5 separate regions of the Mus musculus genome follow, and all the other regions are linked to region 5. Evidence: chromatin contacts called from public HiChIP or PLAC-seq and promoter capture Hi-C data. All regions are on one chromosome and are shown on one strand. Each heading gives the region's core, a stretch centred on a gene start, on an enhancer-like site or on the middle of the called end of the contact. The rest is flanking DNA. Distances are from core to core; before and after follow the strand shown.

Evidence for each region. Promoter capture Hi-C pulls out the DNA fragments that hold promoters and counts their contacts. HiChIP or PLAC-seq counts read pairs in DNA pulled down with a chosen protein or histone mark.
Region 1: a contact with region 5 is called in an H3K4me3 HiChIP or PLAC-seq map of embryonic limb bud, with 5 times the contacts expected there. The contact joins the enhancer-like site here to the promoter of Exoc6b in region 5. A contact is called at or near these places in 4 of 39 promoter capture datasets (the HPC-7 cell line, cranial neural crest, frontonasal cranial neural crest and 1 more), 9 of 115 datasets of contacts at active chromatin or transcription factors (astrocytes, differentiating embryonic stem cells, embryonic basal ganglia and 6 more) and 2 of 9 other capture datasets (adipose tissue and liver).
Region 2: a promoter capture Hi-C map of hippocampal neurons shows a contact between it and region 5, with 3 times the contacts expected there. The contact joins the enhancer-like site here to the promoter of Exoc6b in region 5. A contact is called at or near these places in 3 of 39 promoter capture datasets (the 3T3-L1 cell line, hippocampal neurons and liver), 3 of 115 datasets of contacts at active chromatin or transcription factors (astrocytes, embryonic forebrain and neural tube) and 1 of 9 other capture datasets (liver).
Region 3: a contact with region 5 is called in a promoter capture Hi-C map of hippocampal neurons, with 3 times the contacts expected there. The contact joins the enhancer-like site here to the promoter of Exoc6b in region 5. A contact is called at or near these places in 5 of 39 promoter capture datasets (the 3T3-L1 cell line, cranial neural crest, hippocampal neurons and 1 more) and 2 of 115 datasets of contacts at active chromatin or transcription factors (astrocytes and stem cell-derived neural progenitor cells).
Region 4: an H3K27ac HiChIP or PLAC-seq map of the NIH/3T3 cell line shows a contact between it and region 5, with 5 times the contacts expected there. The contact joins the enhancer-like site here to the promoter of Exoc6b in region 5. A contact is called at or near these places in 2 of 39 promoter capture datasets (the 3T3-L1 cell line and hippocampal neurons) and 4 of 115 datasets of contacts at active chromatin or transcription factors (the NIH/3T3 cell line, astrocytes, embryonic forebrain and 1 more).

What each region holds. Positions count from the first base shown.
Region 1 is chr6:84,100,680-84,104,674 of GRCm38.p6, reverse strand. It overlaps Dysf (dysferlin), which reads right to left. Exons shown (of 55, transcript NM_021469.3): 22 at 2,706-2,812. Among named protein-coding and RNA genes, the nearest start is that of Dysf, 83 kb to the right of the region's middle. Within about 2 kb of position 2,579, at least 7 of the 459 cell types and tissues checked have an H3K27ac peak or open chromatin away from gene starts, as enhancers often do. A contact at or near this core is called in embryonic limb bud, where this site is marked.
Region 2 is chr6:84,417,296-84,421,657 of GRCm38.p6, reverse strand. Gm10445 (predicted gene 10445) reads left to right here. Exons shown (of 4, transcript NR_046063.1): 2 at 54-135; 3 at 1,175-1,263. Among named protein-coding and RNA genes, the nearest start is that of Gm10445, 4.4 kb to the left of the region's middle. Within about 2 kb of position 1,812, at least 24 of the 459 cell types and tissues checked have an H3K27ac peak or open chromatin away from gene starts, as enhancers often do.
Region 3 is chr6:84,132,974-84,137,034 of GRCm38.p6, reverse strand. The region is part of intron 32 of Dysf (dysferlin); the gene reads right to left. Among named protein-coding and RNA genes, the nearest start is that of Dysf, 120 kb to the right of the region's middle. Within about 2 kb of position 1,819, at least 54 of the 459 cell types and tissues checked have an H3K27ac peak or open chromatin away from gene starts, as enhancers often do. A contact at or near this core is called in hippocampal neurons, where this site is marked.
Region 4 is chr6:84,264,370-84,268,374 of GRCm38.p6, reverse strand. No RefSeq gene overlaps it. Among named protein-coding and RNA genes, the nearest start is that of Gm10445, 160 kb to the left of the region's middle. Within about 2 kb of position 1,419, at least 68 of the 459 cell types and tissues checked have an H3K27ac peak or open chromatin away from gene starts, as enhancers often do. A contact at or near this core is called in the NIH/3T3 cell line, hippocampal neurons and pancreatic cancer cells, where this site is marked.
Region 5 is chr6:85,067,015-85,071,021 of GRCm38.p6, reverse strand. It overlaps Exoc6b (exocyst complex component 6B), which reads left to right and starts at 1,509. Exons shown (of 22, transcript NM_177077.2): 1 at 1,509-1,726. The coding sequence starts at 1,617.

The DNA of each region.
Region 1 (3,995 bases), core at 1,330-3,829, 970 kb after region 5:
AAGGGGAAAAGGAGGGAGGGAGGGAGGGAGGGAGGGAGGGAGGGAGGGAGGGAAGAGGGAGTGAAAGAAGGAGGGAGGCTGGGCTGTGGACAGGAGAAGAAATGAAGGCTGTAAGAGCTGCTGTGATCTCTGAAAGTGGTAAACCCATAGATCCAAGAGTGGACAGGAGATGGTGATGGAGTCTGGGGGGGGGGGGGGGGCATGTGTGGCCTTAGACACAGCCTGGCCCAGACCAGAAGGATGGGCATGCAGAAGAGACCCAGTGAGCCCAGAGTTCAGAGAAGAAAGCTTTGGTACATTGGTGCAGGGGGTGACAGGGGTTGGGGGAGGCTCAGAGTGAGCTAGGGAAGGATTCTACCTAGAGACAATAAGGCTGATAGCAGGGAGTCAGCCCAGGTCAGCCATGACACCTGCTTATGCCCAAGCCTCAGGAAGCATGGTTTCAGCCTCAAGTGGTGCTTGGAGGGATGGATCTGGAGTCCCTTCCTGATCCATGTCAAATCATGTCATGGATCCCCGTGGTCCTGACAAATATCCTGAGAAGATGAGAGCCCATTCCCACTCCAGGTTCCTGTCCCGGGACTGATGCCCCACAGAGGCCTGGGCATCCTCCTGCCTCAGGACAGTGGCAGAAGAGCCTGGCTTGACAGAGTTCCAGATACATCCTCCCTAAGAGGGTACTGAAGACAGCCTGGGAGCAAGTCCCACAGACTCCAATGTCCCAGCACCTCAGATTGACTAGGGATTGGATCCCACCAGCCCCACAGACTTGCCTGTTCCACCCCACAATTACCATGAACAGTACGCAGAAACCCATATTCTGCCAGCCACTGTCCAGAAGTGGCATCACTGGGCACTAGGCACAGCGGCCATTCTGTAGGCACACCCAAGGCACAGGGAGAGAAGATGCTACCCCCATGATTGTGCCCTGTGTGACCCCCTCCAGCACCACATTCCCTCCTCCCCCAGACCAAGGCCACTTCCTGATGCCTCATCACCTGGCCCCCACTCTGCTCCCCTCCTGCTAAGCCTCTCAGAGAATGGCCCCAAAGCCCACCCAGCTGCTGTGGCCATAGCTAGGGTGCCTCTCCAGGGCCCCATGTCCTATCTACAACAAAGGAGCAGAGGGATATTCTTCCACTTACTCGACATGTGGGTCTGGGTGTGTCACTCAATCTCTGTGTGCCTCGGTTTCCTTATTTGTCCCTCAGAGAATTGTATGATCAGAGGTTTTTGCTTGGTGACTAGAATAAACACAAACTTCCCACACAGTGCCTGTTGCAAACTCTGCGCTACTCTCTGCTCCCTCCACACCCACCCTCCCCAGCTCCTGCCTTAGGTGCCTGTACCTTAGGTCACTTTGCAGCCCTATGTCTCCTCTCTTGTCGTCCTGAAGGCACAGCAAGCATCTGGCCCAGGAGTCTCCTTCTTCCTCAGCGTACCCAAGCCTGAGCTCTCCTTGGCAGAGCCCCTAAAGCCCACCTTGCTAGAAATCAACCATCCTTGGTAGCCCTGAAGATGGCAGGCATTTTAGGGCTACATGCCTTGGTCTGGGGAGTGTCTTCTCCACGTCCGACCTTTGCATTTCCACAAGGAATCTCTTTGGGAAGATTGCCTGAGTTCCACTGTCTGAATCTGCTCTGAGCTCCCACAGGCCATGCCTCTCGCTTCACATCCTACCTAGAGGGCTCAAGTTATCAACAGAGCTAGGGCTGAGCCTGGTTTCAGGAAGGTATGGAGAATGGAGGAATGATCTGTTTAGGGTGGGGCAGGGGCATTTCCTTGGGATCACTTCCTAACCAGGGTATGCAAACACCTAGCCACCAGTTTCACATATCTCATAGTGAAAGCATTTCTCTGATGCCCTTCAACTGTGTTCTCCAGCTAAGCTAGCCTGAGAAAGAAAAAGATAGGGTGAGGGAGATGGCTATCTTCACTCGGAACCCCAGAGAGTTCAGGAGAGTGGTTCTGACCAAGTCTGTTGCATAACTGAGAAACCAGGACCCTCAGAGGCAGGGCTACTGAAAACCAGCCGACTGTGGCGAGGGGCAGGTTTCCTGGTTCCTTGCATTTGTCATTGTGGTAATCACGGTTCCTTTTACTCGAGCCTCCTCACGGTACCACTCCTTTGTTGATTAGATATTATTAAGGAGTCGTTCTTCACGCCAAGTTCAACTTCAAAGCTCCCATGGAAACACTACCGCTAGCCCTCCTGGGAGTGGAGGAGATGTTGAGGGGAGCCCCCGCCGCTGACCCGCAGTCCCTTTCCTCCTCACTCCCAGACCCCCCCTTTCCTGAAGCTGACAATCATCTGTGTGCAGCGAAAGCCTAAACAGAAACCCTGGTCCCCGACAACATGGCCTTGGGGGAAGGAGGGGTGCCCCCACCCCAGCTTCTCCTGGAGATTCCATCAGGGAGCTATGAGGTCGGGGATCAGACACACAATGCGTCCCATTCAGGTGAGCCGGTCGCCCGCCCGGCCCACAGCTGCTGCTGCTGCTGCGGGGAGATTTATGACCTGTTCTGAACGTCACCTTTTCAACTCCCGGTGCAGGCTCCAGCACCTCTGGGCTCAGCACCGGCCAGACTGCTGGCCAAGCGTGGCTGGGAGACGTGCTTCTGCTCACCACCACACACGAACACTCCTGAGGAGACAGCCTTGGCTGAGCCAGGAGAGGCATCTGAAGGTGCCAAGGACCCCCTACCTGCAGTCTGCAAGGAGCTCATCTGTCAACTGAGCCACCAGGGCGTCCACATCCTCGGAGGAACACTGTGCCTTCAGAGCCAAGTGGACCTGCTCCAGGTTAGCTTCCTGGGAACAAGCATCCCTAGGTTAGGAGTATCACCATGGAGCAGGACCCAACCCCCAGGCCCTGTTACCTAGCCAGAAAGGAATAGATAGTAGGAGCAGGACAAGGCAAAGCCAGACTCAATCTGGCTCCAGAACCTTCCAGAATGCCCCACGCATCCCCATGGCTCAATTCTCAAGCCAGATCCCCAGTCTCACACATGGATGGACACGAGGCGGTCCTTTGCTAAATAGAAATTTTTCACAGCCTGAATGCATCCCCTCCCACCTGCCACCTCAACACCAGGCCTGAGTCCCCACAGGGGAGTGGATCTCTCTGAGACAACACTGGTCAGTTTCCCCAGCAGTCATGCAGCCACCAATAGACATAAAGAGCAGACTCCCAGAGCTGACTCTCTTGCATTTCATCTGATCCCCTTCTCTGGGCATTTTTCCTAGGGCAAGGTCCTGGGCTGGAAGGCCAACTCCAAAATACCTGTCAGCCCAAAGCTGCCTCAGTCTCCTAAGTAGCCCTCTCCACACGTCAGGGCATGTGATATGTGTTCCACCCTGGGGGACAAACCCTAGGAAGAAGACTCAGCTCCTGCTGTCGGGGAACTGTGGTCTTCTGGTAGAATAATGAGGAGTCCAGAGGACAGCAGGACAGTGACTCTGCAGTCTCAACTCCAAGTTCCCCCGCTGGCGTTAGCTGCCCACCACCAGCAGCTGCCAATTTCAGGGACACTGCCCCTTCCTTGCCTTTCTGCCTCCCTTCCTACTGTGCTCATCAGCCCGACCTTCCCCATGCTGCCCCTCATCCCTACCATGCAGCCACACTCACTTTCCCCAGTTGGGTGATGCTCCCTGGAAGGGAGCCTGGAGCCACTGCCTAACCCAGCCAGCGGCTTCCCAGCATCCTTCACCCCTCCCTTGGCCTTCACATCTGTGCCCTCTCGAGATTCTCCTGCATGCCCCGATGAAACATAAGGCAGCCTAAAAGGGCAGAGGGGTTCCCTGAAGCCTCTCCTCACTCCCACACAGAATATCTCTCACATTCAAACACTCTGCCCCTCTCCCCAGATTCCCAGCTTTGGACCCCAGATCATTTCTCTCAAAGCACCTCATCTCCCCAAGACAAATGTACCAAGGCCCAGCAGCCTGAGTTCCAGGAGCTCCCAAGAAAGCCATTGGCCTCCCAGGACCGTCT
Region 2 (4,362 bases), core at 563-3,062, 650 kb after region 5:
GGTTACTACTTCAAGCACACGACCATAGTAAAATGTCCACTTGTTATTTTAAGGCATAGCCATGAGCTCTGCTGGGGACATGGGAGAAGCAGTTGCTGCCTATCCATGAAAATGAAGGCGTTCGCCAAGAACAAGGTCTGGTTCAGAGGTATCAGGGGAAAGCTAAAACATCATGTGTGCATGTGTGTGTGTGTGTGTGTGTGTGTGTGTGTGTGTGTGTGTGTGTAATACCAATAAAATGCATATAGACACAAACTAGTCTTGATGACTGCTTCCACAATATTTGACGGGAGCGTCCCAACAGCCAAAAACTAAAATGAATGAATGAATGGATAGATAGATAGATAGATAGATAGATAGATAGATAGATAGATAGATAGATAGATAGATAGATAGATAAAACTGGGACAGTGAGAACAGAGTCCCCTCATGTATTACTTCTCCGTGAAAGTTCAGCTTAAGGTTCAAAGTTCATTTACTCCAGTACCGAAGGGTCATGACCTGGCCCCAGTGCATAGCTTTGATAGTTCATAAGAAAAGCTTGTGTCCCCAGAGAAATGAATTCTTGACACATCATGGCAAAAATGTCACAGCATAACCAGACATCTCATGTCCCAAAGCACAAAGGAGGACTTAGGAGTCAAGACTTGTTGATCCATTTTAAAAAGGAACTCTGATTTCTAGAGTGATGGGGTGGCCACCAAACTTCTCAGGACAAACCCAAGTCACATTCAAACCCTATAATGGATCCAGGCAGGTTCCTGCCTGGGAGGCCAAGACCAGGGCACCATGGTTCACTTTGGGATGAGTGAGAATGGATAATAGTCAACTGGTTTTTTTGAGTTTTTTTTTTCTTCTGTTGGGTAGGATAGGGTGACAGGAATCAGTGGGAGGAACTATTCATCAGCATCTAAAAAAGAGAAGTTTCTAGAAGCAGATGCTCAGTATGAAGGCAACAAATCTGCTCATCTAATTCTTACAAAGCAGACAAGCTGGCCTTTCACTGGCATCAGATCAGTTTGTGGGGTCGGTCCAGCAGACAGCATTGCCTAATGCTCAGGACAAAGGCTTCAGCGCCCTGAAAGCCAAGGGATAATCCTGAGCCAGTGGCATAAAAGATGCTATCGGGTCACACACAAGTGCCCTTTGCTGGTGCTGTGCTTCCTTCCTCCAGGTCCCAGGAGCTTCGTTCTGAAGAGTGTGTAGCTTGAAAGCCTGCTCTTGGATGTCTCGGGTCACTTCACACAGACTATTGCATCAAGAGTAAGTACCAATCAGTGAAGGAAAGGAAAAACGTCAGGTCTGCCATTACAGGGTGCAGTGAGTCCTGGTGCTATGCTGGCAAGAGACTGGGAGTCTAAGTTGAGACTTCACAGAAAGCCCACCCTGCCTTAGCTGCTTCCTTATCTCAGCCTGACCTGGTTCTGCTCTGCCTTCTCTGTTTCTACTTGGTACCTTTCCTTGACAAATCACTTGTACAAGAACTTTCCCAGTCTCTGAGGCAACAGGTCCAGCAAGGGCAAGTGCAGAAGAGAATGGGAAGAGACTGGCTGGGAGCAGCCTCCCCCAACCTTCACTCCATCCCCTCCCAGTGCCTGGGTCAGGCACAGTAGGTTCTTTATTCACCACCATCACATCCTGAAAGCACCACTCTTCTAGGGTGGCTTCAGGTGTCTGGGCTTTTGTGAGAAGCAAGTGGCTTATTGAGTGACAGAGATGGAAAGCGTCCTGGCACCCGTGTCCTGCCTTGCTGAGCTCCTCTGGGCTGCCCTGTTCTGCCTGCCAGGGAAGTCTTGGCTTCCCAGAGAAGCTTGTAAAAAGCATTGAGTTATAGCCAGAGTCTCTGCTGTCTAGATCAGGGAAGTCAGAGTGAGATCCAACAGTCCCCATAGGAGTAACAGGATTCCAGAGAAAGAACCACACCCCAGAGGTAACAGCTCCAGCATACAATCTCTACCTCAGGCCCACAGGTCCCTCCTCACTCCCTCTAGAATTCTTATAAAGACCTGGCCAGACCTGCCTGGTCATCAGGCTCAGCCTGAGGTCACTTCCAGACAATGCAAGCTGGAGGGTGGAAGGGCTCCATGTTACACAAAGGACAACTGTTGCATCACCAAAAACAGCAGGGCTTTGCCTGAACCTCAGCTCCATTCCCATCAGCATATGCTGTGACCCACAGTTGAGTAATGAGCTGTAAGTTGCATCAGACGAGTCCCCTGCTATACTGATGAGTCTCTCAGAGGTGAGGTCCCTGCAGACTGCCCTCTGGAGTCAGCATGCCAGAGAGAGTCCCAGGCTGGATCTTTTCGAGACAGGTGTCAGCAATCCCTCCCTTCCAGCTCTCTATAGATCTATGTGGCTGTTGGGGATGACTTAGGTTTAGAAAGCTCTGTGGATTCTGAAGCTGGGACTACAGGACTCTCTCAACCACAGCAAAGGAAGAAGGCTGAAACTGGACCAACCAGGGACAACTAGAGGCACTCTCCATCAGTGACAAGGTTTTAGCAGGTCACATTGATAGCCAGTGGCAACAAGAGCTTAACTCCAGGTACTTGACTTGGAAAAAGAGGCGGGTCCTACATCTGACCTTGCAGTTCCCCCAAGGTCTAAGGGAGTGCTTGCCCACGTGTGCACGTGTACAGGTGGAGGAGAGTACACATGTCTGTGTGTGCATGTATGTGGAGGTAAGAGGTCAACGTTAGGAGCTGTTAATCTTGCTTTTTGAGATAGAGCATCTCACTGGCCTGGAGCTCACCAATTGGCCAAGGTAGCTGGCCAACAAGTCCCAGGGATCTGCCTGTCTCCACCTCTACAAATGTTAGACACATGCAATATGGGTTCTGGGGCAAGCACTTTGCCAATTGAGCCATCTCCTTAGTCCTCTAGTCTTCATTCTTCATTGCCTGTTCTCTCTCAACAGTGGACACTGGTGGATCTGAACTCCCCTCCCCCCCCCATCTTCTTTCACTCCCCTGGGTATGTCTTTCCCGATCCCTTGCAGGCTCTATGTCCTGCGATCCTGACCAGGCTCAGCCTCCAGCCCCTTGCTCTTTGCTCTACACTTTTGTCTGCTGGTCAACATGGTCCCCGCTAGACACTCCCCTCACCCCACCCCCAGAAGCTGTAGCATAGTCTCAGTCAACTCGGAACTCATCAAATCCTTGATCTTCCCCTAAACCTACTCTTCAGGGAAACTCATCTTTGGTGCCCCTTAGCTCTTTGCCCTACAGTGTACCCCACTGCAGCAAATGGCCCATGAGTGGCTTAGCTGATCAAACCAGAAACCTGGGTACTGCTCAACTCCTTTCTGCCCACTCACCCTTCGATAGATATGCTGCTAGTTTTTCAATGTTTCATTAATCTTGGCACTTCCGTCCTTGATTTCTGAGGCCAGAGTCTAGAACTAGTCAAACCTCGTCTAGGTTTAGGTCCTTCCTGGGGTAGTTCTTGCATGATTGCAGGGAATCTGTTTACTGAGGGAGGAATCATGGGCCTGTTTCCTGGAACAACTGGGCTGGAGAGAAGTTCCCTCAGAGAGACATGATCCCTTACATAGGGCAGGATGCTGCTGCTTGCTAGGCTCTGTGGGGAACTTGCACACAGAGAAAACTCCTGTGAATACCCCACGAATAATCAGCTACACTCCAAGGTGTGTAGTTGGGAGATAGAATAGAGCCTCAGGTAGAAGAACGCTTCTTTAGGGAGCCCACCCCTCAACAATTCTCTTATATCCAGAAGGGGGTAAAATGTCTTATTCTTCTACACACTCACAGGTCTCCCCCACATTAGCATAGTCCCCTTCAATCGTGTTCCCCACCCTAGCCACTCTGGGGTCTCCAAATGTATGGATTCAGAAATCCCGATTGATACTTGCCCGATAACTCAGTGCCTAGCTTGCTGGCATTCCCTCCCTCCCAAGAGAGCACCACTTGACTATAGGAGAGAAAGGAAGACTCTCCCGGACTCTGAGGACTGGTCGATCCTTGCTCCAGAACCTTCCATGGCTGGCTGTGGAAGATGAAGGCAGACCCGGGAAAACATCATTTTTCTGGGTACACGTCTAGGCTGTCTTGTCATCTGCTACTCCTAAACCCCTCAGAGGACCTGGGTTGTCCCATTCTCCTGAGAACAGTGATATGCTTAGGAAGCCGTGCAGGAGAAGAGCCAGCACCTCCCTGGGGAGCACCCCTCCCAGAGAACACAATAGGGCTTCTGCAAGCTGAGGGGGTGGGAGACTATACCTAGGCCTGGTGGGCTTGAAGCACCAAGCACGGTGGCCTGGGGGAGGGGCCGAGAGGGTATGGGAGAGGCTTCCAGACTTTCAGAGAACGTAAATTTTACCCCCGGCTACTTTCTCTGGGA
Region 3 (4,061 bases), core at 570-3,069, 930 kb after region 5:
CATTCCTACCTGGCCACCTGGGTGAGGTGTACCAGAGAAAGTGGGTTCCTGGTAGCCCATTCACTTATCCAACAAGCCTTTCAGAGTGCCTTCTGCACAACACACTAGGGACTGGGGACACAATTGGAGCAAAACATAAAAATACCTTCCCAAACCAATGGCAATTTGAATGAGAACATGGAAGGATAAATACAAAGGGCAGGGAGTATGTTCGAGGTAGATCTGGGTTTCTTCAGCAGTTTACCACGGTGGCCACACAGTGGCACCCACAGAAAGCCCTCCCACCTAAGACACCATCAGTCGGCCAGGAGCAGTTTCTTCAGCAGTTCACCACGGTTGCCACACAGTGAAAAGACAGGAGATGCACACGTGATAGTGTGAACCAGTTATGAGGCGACGGCATTGTTAGAGGCAGAGTTGACACTCTCTTCGGTGGATGCAGAATCTAGAGCTGCTCAGCATGCACAGTGCGAGCTCCTCATTGGCCAAGGATTCCCGAGCAGCCTGCCAGCCCCAAGGGCCCGGGATCCAGCCAGTCATTTTCTCTGCCTTGTCCTAAGGCAAGTTGGTATAGTTGGAGCAGATTCTAGAATGGTGGCCCTCAAATATGCAGGTACCGTGGAATCACCTAGAATGTTTTCACAGTTCTCTTGCACACGTGATGTGGCAGAATTGGGTAGGGTCCTTGTCTTTCTAGCAAGTCCCAGGCAATATTGTGAGAAACCAGCATGAGGTCTATGAGGTATGCGAGCATTGGGAAAAGGACCGAGGGTTTGAGGGTATGAGTTTAGGGGTAGGGTCCTGTTCGTTGCTTAGGGCATATGAACAGGGAGTGTGAGATGGATGTCTGAGAAGACCAAGCACAGGCCCTAACTCAGCCCCAGCCCTATCCAAAATGTCAAGCCCCCAGGCCAGACAGCCCCAACACGGTCATTAACTTCCCAAGTGACCAAAGAGAGCTCCAGTGGTCTCAAAAGGCTCAGAACTGTCCAAGCAATCCCATGCCAGGATGGGGAGGCTGGGATCTGGGCCAGGCTCTCTGGCCATAAGGAAACTAAGAGACAAACCAAAACCTCTGCACAGGTGGTGACAGAGAGGGGGGCTGGCACCGAGTGACTATAGAAGATGCGGGAAGGTGAAGCGAGATTTGGGCTTCCAGTTAGGGTAGACAGCAAGGTCCGACACTGAGACTGCCTCCCAGGAGCTGGCTGTAGGGGGAGGGTATCCAGATCACAGTGGGAAACACTAAAGCACCTGTGGCAGAACCACACTGGGTGCCAACGGGCACTGAACCGCACTGGGTGCCAACGGGCACTGAACCGCACTGGGTGCCAACGGGCACTGAACCGCACTGGGTGCCAACGGGCACTGAACCGCACTGGGTGCCAACGGGCACTGAACCGCACTGGGTGCCAACGGGCACTGAACCGCACTGGGTGCCAACGGGCACTGAACCGCACTGGGTGCCAACGGGCACTGAACCGCACTGGGTGCCAACGGGCACTGAACCGCACTGGGTGCCAACGGGCACTGAACCGCACTGGGTGCCAACGGGCACTGAACCTGAGCCCAGCCTGCTAGCTCAGGAGCTGAGGGGCAGTAGAGGAATCGTGGAGGGCATTCCCTGGGATGCTGGCTTTGAACCTGACTCTGTGGTTGGAAGAGGGCAATGGGATGTCCTTAGCAGAGAGAGAGAGACTTCCCCGGGGGAGTGCCTCCCTGGCACAGGACTCCCACACCCACACACAGGTCCTGGCAGGCTGGCCCCAAGCCCTCTTCCTTCTGCCCCTGGCAAGGCCTGGCGGCGTCTGTGCGTTTAATGAAACCGTCTGGCTGTGATACCATCAGCTCTAAGCTCGGCAGAGAACCTCTCCCAGTTCCAGTAAGGGAAGGAGGGCGCGTTCCGATAAATAAAACCATATTAGAGAGCCGGCGAAAAGGCCTCTTTTGTTCCCACCCCCCACCCCCCCTATGCTTCCCAACGCTTTATTTTTATAAGCGTGCGGGCCCCAGACCGACTGCGTTTACACAAAGGTCACAATTGCACATTGTAGCGGCCATGCACGTTGTATTGCTGTTGGCAGCACCCCCCACGCCGGCCTCCGAGCAGGCTGGCTCTCAGGCAGCCCCAGCAGCTCAGGCAATGAGCTCAGCGCTGGAGGGGGGGGTAGGTGGGAGGGGGGGGACAGACAGGGGGCAGCTCACAAACAAAACTCACCCAGACCCACACGCATGCACCCCACCCACCCATGGGAGGGACAAGGACAACAAAGGCATTGTAAAGAACAGGCCTGGAGGCCTTGGGCCTCAGACACTAGGCTACTGTGTGCCCAGGGCCCAGCCTCCACTACCTGCCCCTCCCCCCCCCCCCCCCCCCCCGCGCCACCACCCATCTCCCCATTCCCACTCCCTGCAAAAGACAGAAGCAGCAGCAAGGTGACCAGATGGACTCACAGATACATCCTCTGTCAGGAGGTAGGGTCAGAGGGTAAGAGCCAGGTCCCCATGTTCATAGTCCAGCCAGTCTGAGGGCTTCAGGACCCAAAAGCTCCAGCAACCCCCCCCCATGGGGGACATGTTTGAACAGATCTCTCTGAGGACCGTGTGCTGCCTTTGAAAGACTCCAGACATAGGCCACTTGAGAGTACCACCGGTTTCCCTCACAGGAACCTGTCACCAAGCCCCAATCAGGACAGTTTTTTGTATGAGTCCTGCTGGTCAGACCTTCCTGAAGCAGTTGACACTTGCATCCCATCAACCAGCCAGAGTACCAGAGCAGAGGATGTGAGTGATGGACGGCAGTACTCCTCTGCCAGAGAGGATGCTGCATCTAGAACAGTAGCCTGAGATCCCAGGTGGCTAGAGTTGGCCTGAGTCCTAGTCAGGTACTCTATGCCATGCCCATAGGAAAGGAAGGGGGATGTACGCCAGAAATCAAGACAATGCCAGTTCAATTTTGCCATAGCAATATTGCTACTACAAAATCAGGAAGGACAGGTGCGAAGATGATACCTGCCTGTGACCCTGGTACCAGGGTACTGCAGACAGAAGAACTGGGAGTTCGGGGTCATCTTTAGCTACATAGTGAGTTCCAGACCAGCCTGGGCAACAGGAATCCCTATCACAAAGTAAAATGAAATTTAAAAAGAAAATTAAAATTAAATTTAAAATGTTTAAAATTATCGAACTCAGTGTTGTTGGCAAGCAGTGGGTAGAGTGAGTGTTCTTTCTTATTGGAGCTATGCAGTGACCCATCAGAAAGCAACTGGGCAAGATGCCCTGAAAACATTAAAACGTAACCTTCTCCTCACATCCCCGAGCATCAACTAAGTTAGCCAGACTCTAGGTCCAAAGACGTCACTACAGTGGCTCTAGTAATACACCCCTCATTCGCTACTCATGTACTGACTGGCTACGACATGGTAGGGATAGGTAGGATAGCTCAGTGCCCAGGATGCAGATGAAGGAGACACCAACCAAGCTTTTGAATGTGACTCCTGGGTGAGGACGGTCACTACCCAAGTCAAGAAGCAAAGCAATACAATTTAAGCAAGGGACATTGAAGAGGGTGGGTCAGTGTCACCTGGCTACATCCAATCAGCTTCCTACAGATGCCAGCCATGCACAGGGAAAGCAGCAAGCTGACCTGGGTGACAGAGTAAAGCTAGCACCAGAGCCAGGGAGCTGCAGTAGGGGGGGATGGTGGGCAGATAGCAAAGGGGCCTGGTCTGGTGCTGAGAAATCTGGCACGAGTCCCTTGTGCTCCCCAGTTCTTGGGAAGGCCTTGAGGAATGCTGAAACAGGTTAGACAGCTCCTCCCTACACCCTCCCGGTGGCAGCTCAGCAGCTCCGCTGTGCATTGTAAAGCCCGAATCCTTTTCCCAGTCTCTTTCCCAGGAACCCTTTCTAAGTGAAGCGTTTCACGAGCCTCCAATGCAGTCTGGAAAACCCCTTCCCATGCCTGTCGGGTAGATGCCTTGCCTCCACGCCCCACCCCACCCCACCAGAGCCAACCTGAACAAAGAGTCTGGCTTAGAAGAGGGAAGGCCAAACAGCATCCA
Region 4 (4,005 bases), core at 170-2,669, 800 kb after region 5:
CTTTGGAGGCCAAAAAGGAGGCCACGAAAGTAGGGCAGAGTTCAGAGCAGAGAAGCGGTCTCAGCACACATCCCTGCGTGTGCCAAGGGCTGTCACCAAGGCAAGACTGATTCATGGCTCCATTCATTCCTCTGGCCATTCACCCCTCACTTCTTCAACTCTTCCCATCCCTTCAATAGGTCAGCATCTGGACAGCCAGGGTAGCCTCTGACTTGAGGAGTGCACAGTCATGGGGAAGATGGAAGGGGTCACCCAGTCTTCAGGATAAGCTGGGTATTGGCACAGGTGTGATGATGGTTCTGAGAAGGAGCATGGTGGAGGGCCAGCTTGGGCCTTAGTGAGTAAGTAAGAAAGAGAGGAGCTTGATGCAGCAGCAGCAGCCGCTCTATGCCTCAGTGGGGTCCAGGCTGCTTTAGAAAGAGAGACCCTTCATCAGGAGGCTGAAGAAGAGTTGGAAATGAAATGACAGGGAATGGTGGTGGGGCCCTGAGCCAGCACTGTGGTGGCAGGCTTGGGAATGAAATGAGAGGCAGACATAGGCCTTGGTTCCTGATGCAGGGTATCAGGAAACATGGGATATATACCTAGAGAGCCCTAGTTCTGGCCTGAGTCACTGGAGAGATGATGTTGGACACAGGGCAGGCCAGAGGGAAACGATTAGCGATTAGTTCGGACTTTCAATCACACTGGCTCTGTTTCCGTCTAGCACAAAAGGTATCATCGACAATCTGTGAATGATTTACAGCCCCCTTCTGTATGTTTTACCATTTGGATTCTCTCCTGCACACCCAGCGATGGAGAGAGACCAGGAGAGAGTCCTCCTCCCTGCCTTTGCCCCTATGCCATGCCTGTCACCAACATGAATGACACCTGATGCCTACACTGTGACTTCATCAACTTCCTCCACACCATTCCCATGGCTGCCCTGGAGGTTTTCAAAATGTATGCTTTGTGGGTAGGGGCAGAAAGAGACTTGTCAGAGGTCACACTTGAAGGCACTAAAGGTTTCCTGATACACACATCACAGTGGCCACTGAGGCCTCTGCTCTACCAACTCCACATGGACAGGAGCAGCAGCAGTGAGCAGAAGCCCCCTCAGGGTCTCAACAGGAACGCTTCCTCTTATCCCATGGAGCTGGGTGGCCCGGGATGCCTCTACTGGCTGGCCCTTAGCTCCCCACGGAACGTTAGGGATGTGGAGACAAATGTCAGCTCTGAATCCCCATGGAAGGATCTCTTGCCCTTCAGTGAAGAGTGGTTCCTTCCCGGAAACCAAGCCCCCGACTAATGGTCCCACTCTCTTTTCTAATAAATACGTGGCCCTGGGCCCGGCTCCCTTCTCTGCTTTGTCATGAGGGACCCGTTATTTATGACTTGGGAGTGAGTCACAGGCCTTGGCAGGGAGCTAACGGTTCTGGGCCCAATGTATTTTTCCACTCAGTAGCAAATGAAGGAGGAGCTTGTAAATCCTGCCGTCAGAACGGCTGTGTAGGTATCTTCTCGGACAGACGCTCCTCCTAGCTTGGCCGTAAATCTTTTCCCTGGTAGATGTTCCCGGTGGTCTTTGGCAGCTGCTGGGAGAGTAGGTGGGGGCCCTTCCAGACTCCGAACTCTGCTCCCTGGCCACACAAGTGACTCTTGTGCCCAAGGAACTGCCACAGTGTCTCTGGGGACTTCCCACAGGCAAAATTGGGGGAGATGATGGGGTCTGAACAGTGAGGGTCAGAGAAGAAAAGGCTGAAGTGTGAGAGGAAAGCAGTAAGATACGTGGCTGGCTTCCGTGACCCACGGGACTCAGTAGGTCTTTCTCGACTGCCTGTGTTGGGCCCATCCTCAGCCATCAGCGGACAACCTCTGGACGTGCCGCACCCAATCTCCATACCCTACTTTTTTCCCATGCCCTGGGCCCACCCTCCTTCCCTGGCGATCCAGGCACCAGGCAGAACTGCAGGCTACTTCATATTTCCTGCTTATTTTTCTTACAGAGCTGTAACTCCCACATCTTAGGCCTCATTTTACCATTTGCCCAATGACCAGACACGTGACAGGCCTAGGAAACGTTGAAAACTGCACAGTGAGACTCTGCCCTTTGAACAAGCTGGCAAACATAACCACACAGTTTCTTTGGATGTCAAAGGACGCTCAAGACCCTGGGCTTCAGAAACAAAAGATAGATTTATTTTACTTTTTCTTAAGTTCCATAGATCTTAATCCCTACAGAACCAGAGATGCCTGGTCTGTACAAACTGAGAGTTACATCATGGGAGGAGCCTACAGCTGTGGGGCCTGGGTCTTTTTTATTAATAGGCAAAATCTAAGCTTGGCCCCAGGGGAAGACATTACCTTTGGTAAACAGAACTATTCTGTCTTTCCCAATCTGTTAACTTAAAAAGTGATGGAAAGAGAGCTAGGTGGGAAGGTAGCTGGCAGGAAAGACAGACATGGGAGACCCAAGGGGACAGGAGACAAACCTGTATCCAGACAGGGGTCTCACCTTGCTTCTGTCTTCTAGTGACTACTTCAGGTATAATGCTCCAGCCCAGGGACTCCCAAATCTTGATTGCATCTCAGAGTATAGAGAGGTTGAGGCAAAATCAGGCTGTAGCCCTCGATGGTCAGTCCCAGCTACACACCTGAGACTCTGGTCAGGGGTCTGGGGATGAAATGCTCCCTAGAGAAGCCCTCAGCCAAAGGAAACTGAGGAGGTGAAAGTTAAATACCTTCTTCATTCTCTGAAGCTATACTAGGACACAGCGTAAGCGACACCAGCCATAGCCCAAGGTAGCATCTGAAAAGGCCACATATGTTGTGCTCAAAATGCAAGGCATGGAAAGCGAAGGTTGGCGACACTTCTTTTGAGATACGTAAAATCTGGCAGTCATTTCTTTCCAGAAAAGATGGCTCAAAGGGGGCATAGGGTGGGGGCACCCTAATCCGGACCCTGTGGGGGCTCCCAAGAACACACCACCTGAAGTAAGAGAAGACAGCAAGGTGACAAGGTAGGGTTACTGGTCAGTTACTGTTCACACTGGGGGCCGGAGAGATGGCTCAACAGTTAAGAACACTCACTGCTCTTGAAAAAGACAATGGTTCAATTCCCAGCACCCACAGGGAAGCTCACGTCTGTAACCCCAGATCCGGAGGATCTGATGTTCTCTTCTGACTTCTGTGGGCACTGCATGTACATGATACATAGGCATACATGCAGACCACGCACCCACATACAATTCTTTTTTAAAGTTTGCCTTTCCTCCTGTAGAGTTCACCCCTAACATCCAATCCCAGGTTAGGGCCTTTCTTGATCCAGACTCTTCTCTCACAGGAAGTTCGAGTGTCTGAGAAGACCAGGGACTCTTCAGGACTTTGGTTCACAGTGAGAGAGAATCTGAAGAGTGGACGTGTGGAAGTGGACAGTGTGAGACTGAGACAGAATGGCTTGGAGAGTCTCTGCAAACCTCACCTAATGATCTGGAGATGTCCCAAGTGTGGTTCCACCACATGCCTGCGTAGTTCACATTCTTCCAGCATCCCTCTGCCAGGCTTCCTCCTCAGCCAAACTCTCCTGCTCTTTACGAGCAAATGGCTCACAGGAAATGATTAGTGTTAATTTGCAAGACTTTATCTGGATGGCCATGTCTCACTGAACCTCTACTTGTACATCCCAGTCAAGACAAGAAAAATAAACTTAGCTTAGAGAACAACACTCGGTGTAAATGCTGTCGATTAGCATAAGGCATGAATCCGGGGCTTCCAGAAAGGCCGCAGAGCTTGTTAGCACCGCAAACAGTCAGAGGAGCATCTTGGATCTTCTTGTGCATGCTAGGCAGATGCCCCACCCCAGAGGGTTGCTCCCCCCCCCCCATATCTGCTACCTACTCTAGCAGAAGCTGCCCTCAGTCATGTGTCCTTAGAGTGTCAGGTCCTGCCTTGAGGTACCTTCAGCACCCAGCACATGGTCTTTATTGAGGGAATGGGGTGAGTGTGTGTGCATGCGCATGTGAACAC
Region 5 (4,007 bases), core at 260-2,759:
TACTGTAGTAAACCAGTATAATTGCTAATAGCATTCTAAATAACCTTATAACCACAGTTTAGGTGTGGCTCCCAACCTCACCAAAGAAGTTTCTTGCAACAGACAGTGACCATTCCAGAAAACCACAAACAGTCAGAATACAGAGAAGAACGACCATGGAGTTCTCAGTCCCAATGGTTACATCTACAACACAACTCCTGCACCCAAGACTCAGGAAACATTTCTGAAGAGAGGGTCAGAAAGATTTCAAAGCCAGAGGATCAGGAAATGTGCTGTGAGATTGTGTTTCCTAAAAACTACAGGGAAGATTCACCTATGAACTACAGGCAAGTAAAGGAGAGAGAGAGAGAGAAAGAGAGTCTTTCTCTATGGGAGCCCTCTATGCTGGTTATCCAATGCCAAGTGGCCAGCCTTGAAATCACATATATGCAACACTGAACAACTCAGTAGCTTGTAACTGTATATTTATGTGTAGACACACATCCACATCTTCACACACAATTAGAGAAGAGAAGGCCAGGATTTTGGGGTGGGAGGTGAGGGGTGCATAGGTAGACTGGAAGGAAGAAAAAGGAATGTAGAAAAACGATGTAATTTTATTTTAATAATAAAAAAAGGCCAAATGTGGTGGTAGATGTCTTTAAATACAGAACTTTGGAGGGCTGAGGCAGGTAGGTATCTGTGAGTTCAGGGCCAATCTTATCTACATAATGAATTTCAATTCTATCTAGGACTACATAATGGGACCTTTTCTCAAGAGAAAAAAAGAAAAGAAAAGAAAGCTGGTTGTGGTGGGTCTTGCTCATAGGAAATGATTAAGAGGTGGAGGCAGAAACAGCCAGTACTGAAAACATACATTCAAGTTACATTATACAAACTGAACATATTTAGGTATATATTTATATGCATATATGCATACAATAACAGTGAATAGAGGGGCCATGAATTTGAAGAGGAGTGGGGAAGGGGTATGTAGGAGGCTTTGAAGGGAGGAAAGGGAAAGGAGAAATCTTATAATTATATTATAATCTAAAAAAAAAAAAAAAAGAAGAAGAAGAAGTGGAAACAGGATGATCATGAGTGCAAGGCCAGCCTGGGCTTCATATTAGGGGCTGGAGAGAAGACTCAGCTGATAAACACTGAACACTGTGGTTCTTCCCTGCACCTACTAGTGACATCACAACCATCTGTAACTCCAGTCCCAGGTGATCTGACACCTTCTGCTGATTTCCTTGGGTACCATGCATACATGTAGTGCACAGATATACATACAAGCAAAATACACATAAACGATTTTAAAAAAATGTGCTGGGTTAGTACCACTGCCTGATTTGATGTCACTGTATACATGTGTCGTAAAGCTCTGCATCTATATCAAAGTAGAGGCAATTTGCGCAGATTCAGTGTGTGTGAATGGGCAGAATCCAGTTCAGCCTGACCCAGAGAACTACGAATCCCAGTGGGCTGCGCGCGACGCTCGCGGCCCGGCTGACGCCAGGGGGCGTGGCATCCGAGGGCGGGGTCGCGCTGCGGGGTGCTGGCCCAGCGGCCGCAGATCCTGGGCAGAGGGATCGTGGGGTACTCGCTGAGAGAGGGCCGCGCGGCAGCGCCCTGCGATGGAGCGGGCGAAGATGGCGGAGGAGAGCCTGGAGACGGCGGCGGAGCACGAGCGGATCCTGAGGGAGATCGAGAGCACAGACACGGCCTGCATCGGGCCCACGCTCAGGTACTGGGGCGGGGCCGGGTCGGCTGGAGCAGGCGGAGCGCGGCGGCTGGCTGTGGGGAGAGTCGCGGGTGTCCCGCGTCCTGGGCGAGGCCCTGCTGGGGAGCTACTCTGAGGAGAAAGGGTGAGGCGCGGCTCTACTGGGCCGCCGCTCCCTTTGGTTAGCTGCTCTTCAGTCAGGAGCAAGCGCCGGCTCTGCGCGCTGTGGAACTGCCCATCACAGGTCCTCCGAGAGCGTCCCGGTTTTCTCGGTCCTGGAGGAAGTGTCCTCCCACCTTCCCTCGCCTGAGAGCCCAGTTCGTGAGGACGACCCAGTCCAGGTGTAGTCTCAGGACCTTGCCACTACCTGGACATGCTCTGTGCTCCCTCCCCTGACACCTTCTCCGAGAGCTTCCACCTGCATTGCCCGTGGAGATGTCAGGACGTACCCGGCCTTTCTCGGCTTACTTACCTTGCACTTGTTACACAGAGCGTGAGGCATTGTGTGAGTTAATGTGCAAACACATCTATGGAAGCCGTTGAGCAATCCTACCGCTGGGGTACAGTTACCGTTCCCTCTGTATCAGACGAGATGCCTGGAAGAGGAGTGACTTATCCAAGGTCGCAGAGGAAGGGAAATGGGTTTCTTGTTCCCAGCTCAGACACTGCACTGAACACCCTGCCTTTCCGTCTTTTTAATTTTTTTGTGGTGTTGTGGATGGAACACAATGTCTTGCAGTGTGCCAGGCAAGCCCTCTTCAGCTGAACTGTGCACAGCCCACAGATTCTTCGCTACTTTTGTTCTGCCTTAGTTGCGGATTGCCATCTGCTGTACTTCCTGTTGAAAATTATTCAGCAAGCCCAATTTTGAACACCCCCCCCCTCAGTTTCCTGGTGTCCTAGAACTAGTTCCTTCCAATCCTTTCCTGTAGTACTTTCTGGTCTCTGTTCAGTACATGAGTTGAAAATCATCTTTACCCCTCCTTGTACAATATATATCAATGCGCCTCCCTCCATAGAGCATCACTAATCAGTGTTGGCATTTTCATGGGGAGAGTTGTCCCTGTCACGAGTGACCAAGACTGGGACTTTTACTTTTAGCTTCACTTGCACAGCATTCTTCTCCAGGCTCCATTTTTGGTGCCAAGCAAGTTTTCTCAGTGTCATTCCTGGAAATAACTGTCCTTAATAGTTTGTCTTTCCTCCCCTCTGCCCACCCCCACAACCCAGAGCCTTGGAATGCCACACAATGCTCTTCCACTGAATTGAACCCCATCTTTCCCCCTGCCCCAGGTGATTTTTAACTCCCGTTTCTTATTGTGCCAGTTCTTTCACAGAGTTGATTCCTTTTCCTCTGAATCAACATCATGACCATGATCTTGGTCGTGCTCCTCTCCTTTACTGTTTTCTTGTGGGAAAGGCCAGTGATTTACATTTCGTCGTAGTCCTTTCTAAAAGCCCAGTTGTCACTCACTAATATTCTCCTACATATGTTATTAGTGGCTATTACTATTTGGCTTTCAGTAACTAAAGTGATAGTAGAGTGACTGAAAATGTTATGTTAAGAAATTTGTCTGTTAAGTTGAGGGTTTAGAATCACCAGAATTTTAGGAAGAATTTCTTATCAGGACATGCTGTCTTGAGTTGCTTGTGGTTTCTGATTGCTGTTGTTTTATGTAATAAATAACTTTAATTTAGATTACTGTGATTTAGTGTGTTAACCCTCAGTGAAATAGTAGTACATTTTGTCTTTTATTTCTAGCATGGATATGTAGTTTCCCTTATTCCAGGCTGTCTTCATACTTGCTCTCTAGCTGAGGGTACCCTTGAACTTCTGATCTTCATCATACTTCCTAAGAGCTGGGATTATAGTTTAGCCTCATCAAGCTTAGTTTTATCACAGTCATGCTAGTGACTGAACAGGCTCGCTGCTGCCTGTCAGGTGAGCATTCGACCAACTGAGCTCTATGTCCAGCACCAGTAGTGTGTATTTGTATAAACTGAATTTTGCTGTTTAATTTTCTTGGCTTTAGTAATACATTGTAACTTAATCATGTTGGTATCTTGGCTTTAGTAATATATACATTATAATTTAAACATGTTACCTATTCTCCCCCAATTTTTTTCATTATTGTAACTGAATTCTTTTTCTTCTGGTTCTGTGTGTGTGAATTATGAAGTCTTTTACTTTATGAGGACATTGTTAGTAACAATAAAAAAGGTGCAGGAACTATTACATGACCCTATTAGGTCTAGTTGCTTTCTCTGGCTATAGTATTAGAAGTTTTGTATTAGGGCTGGAGAG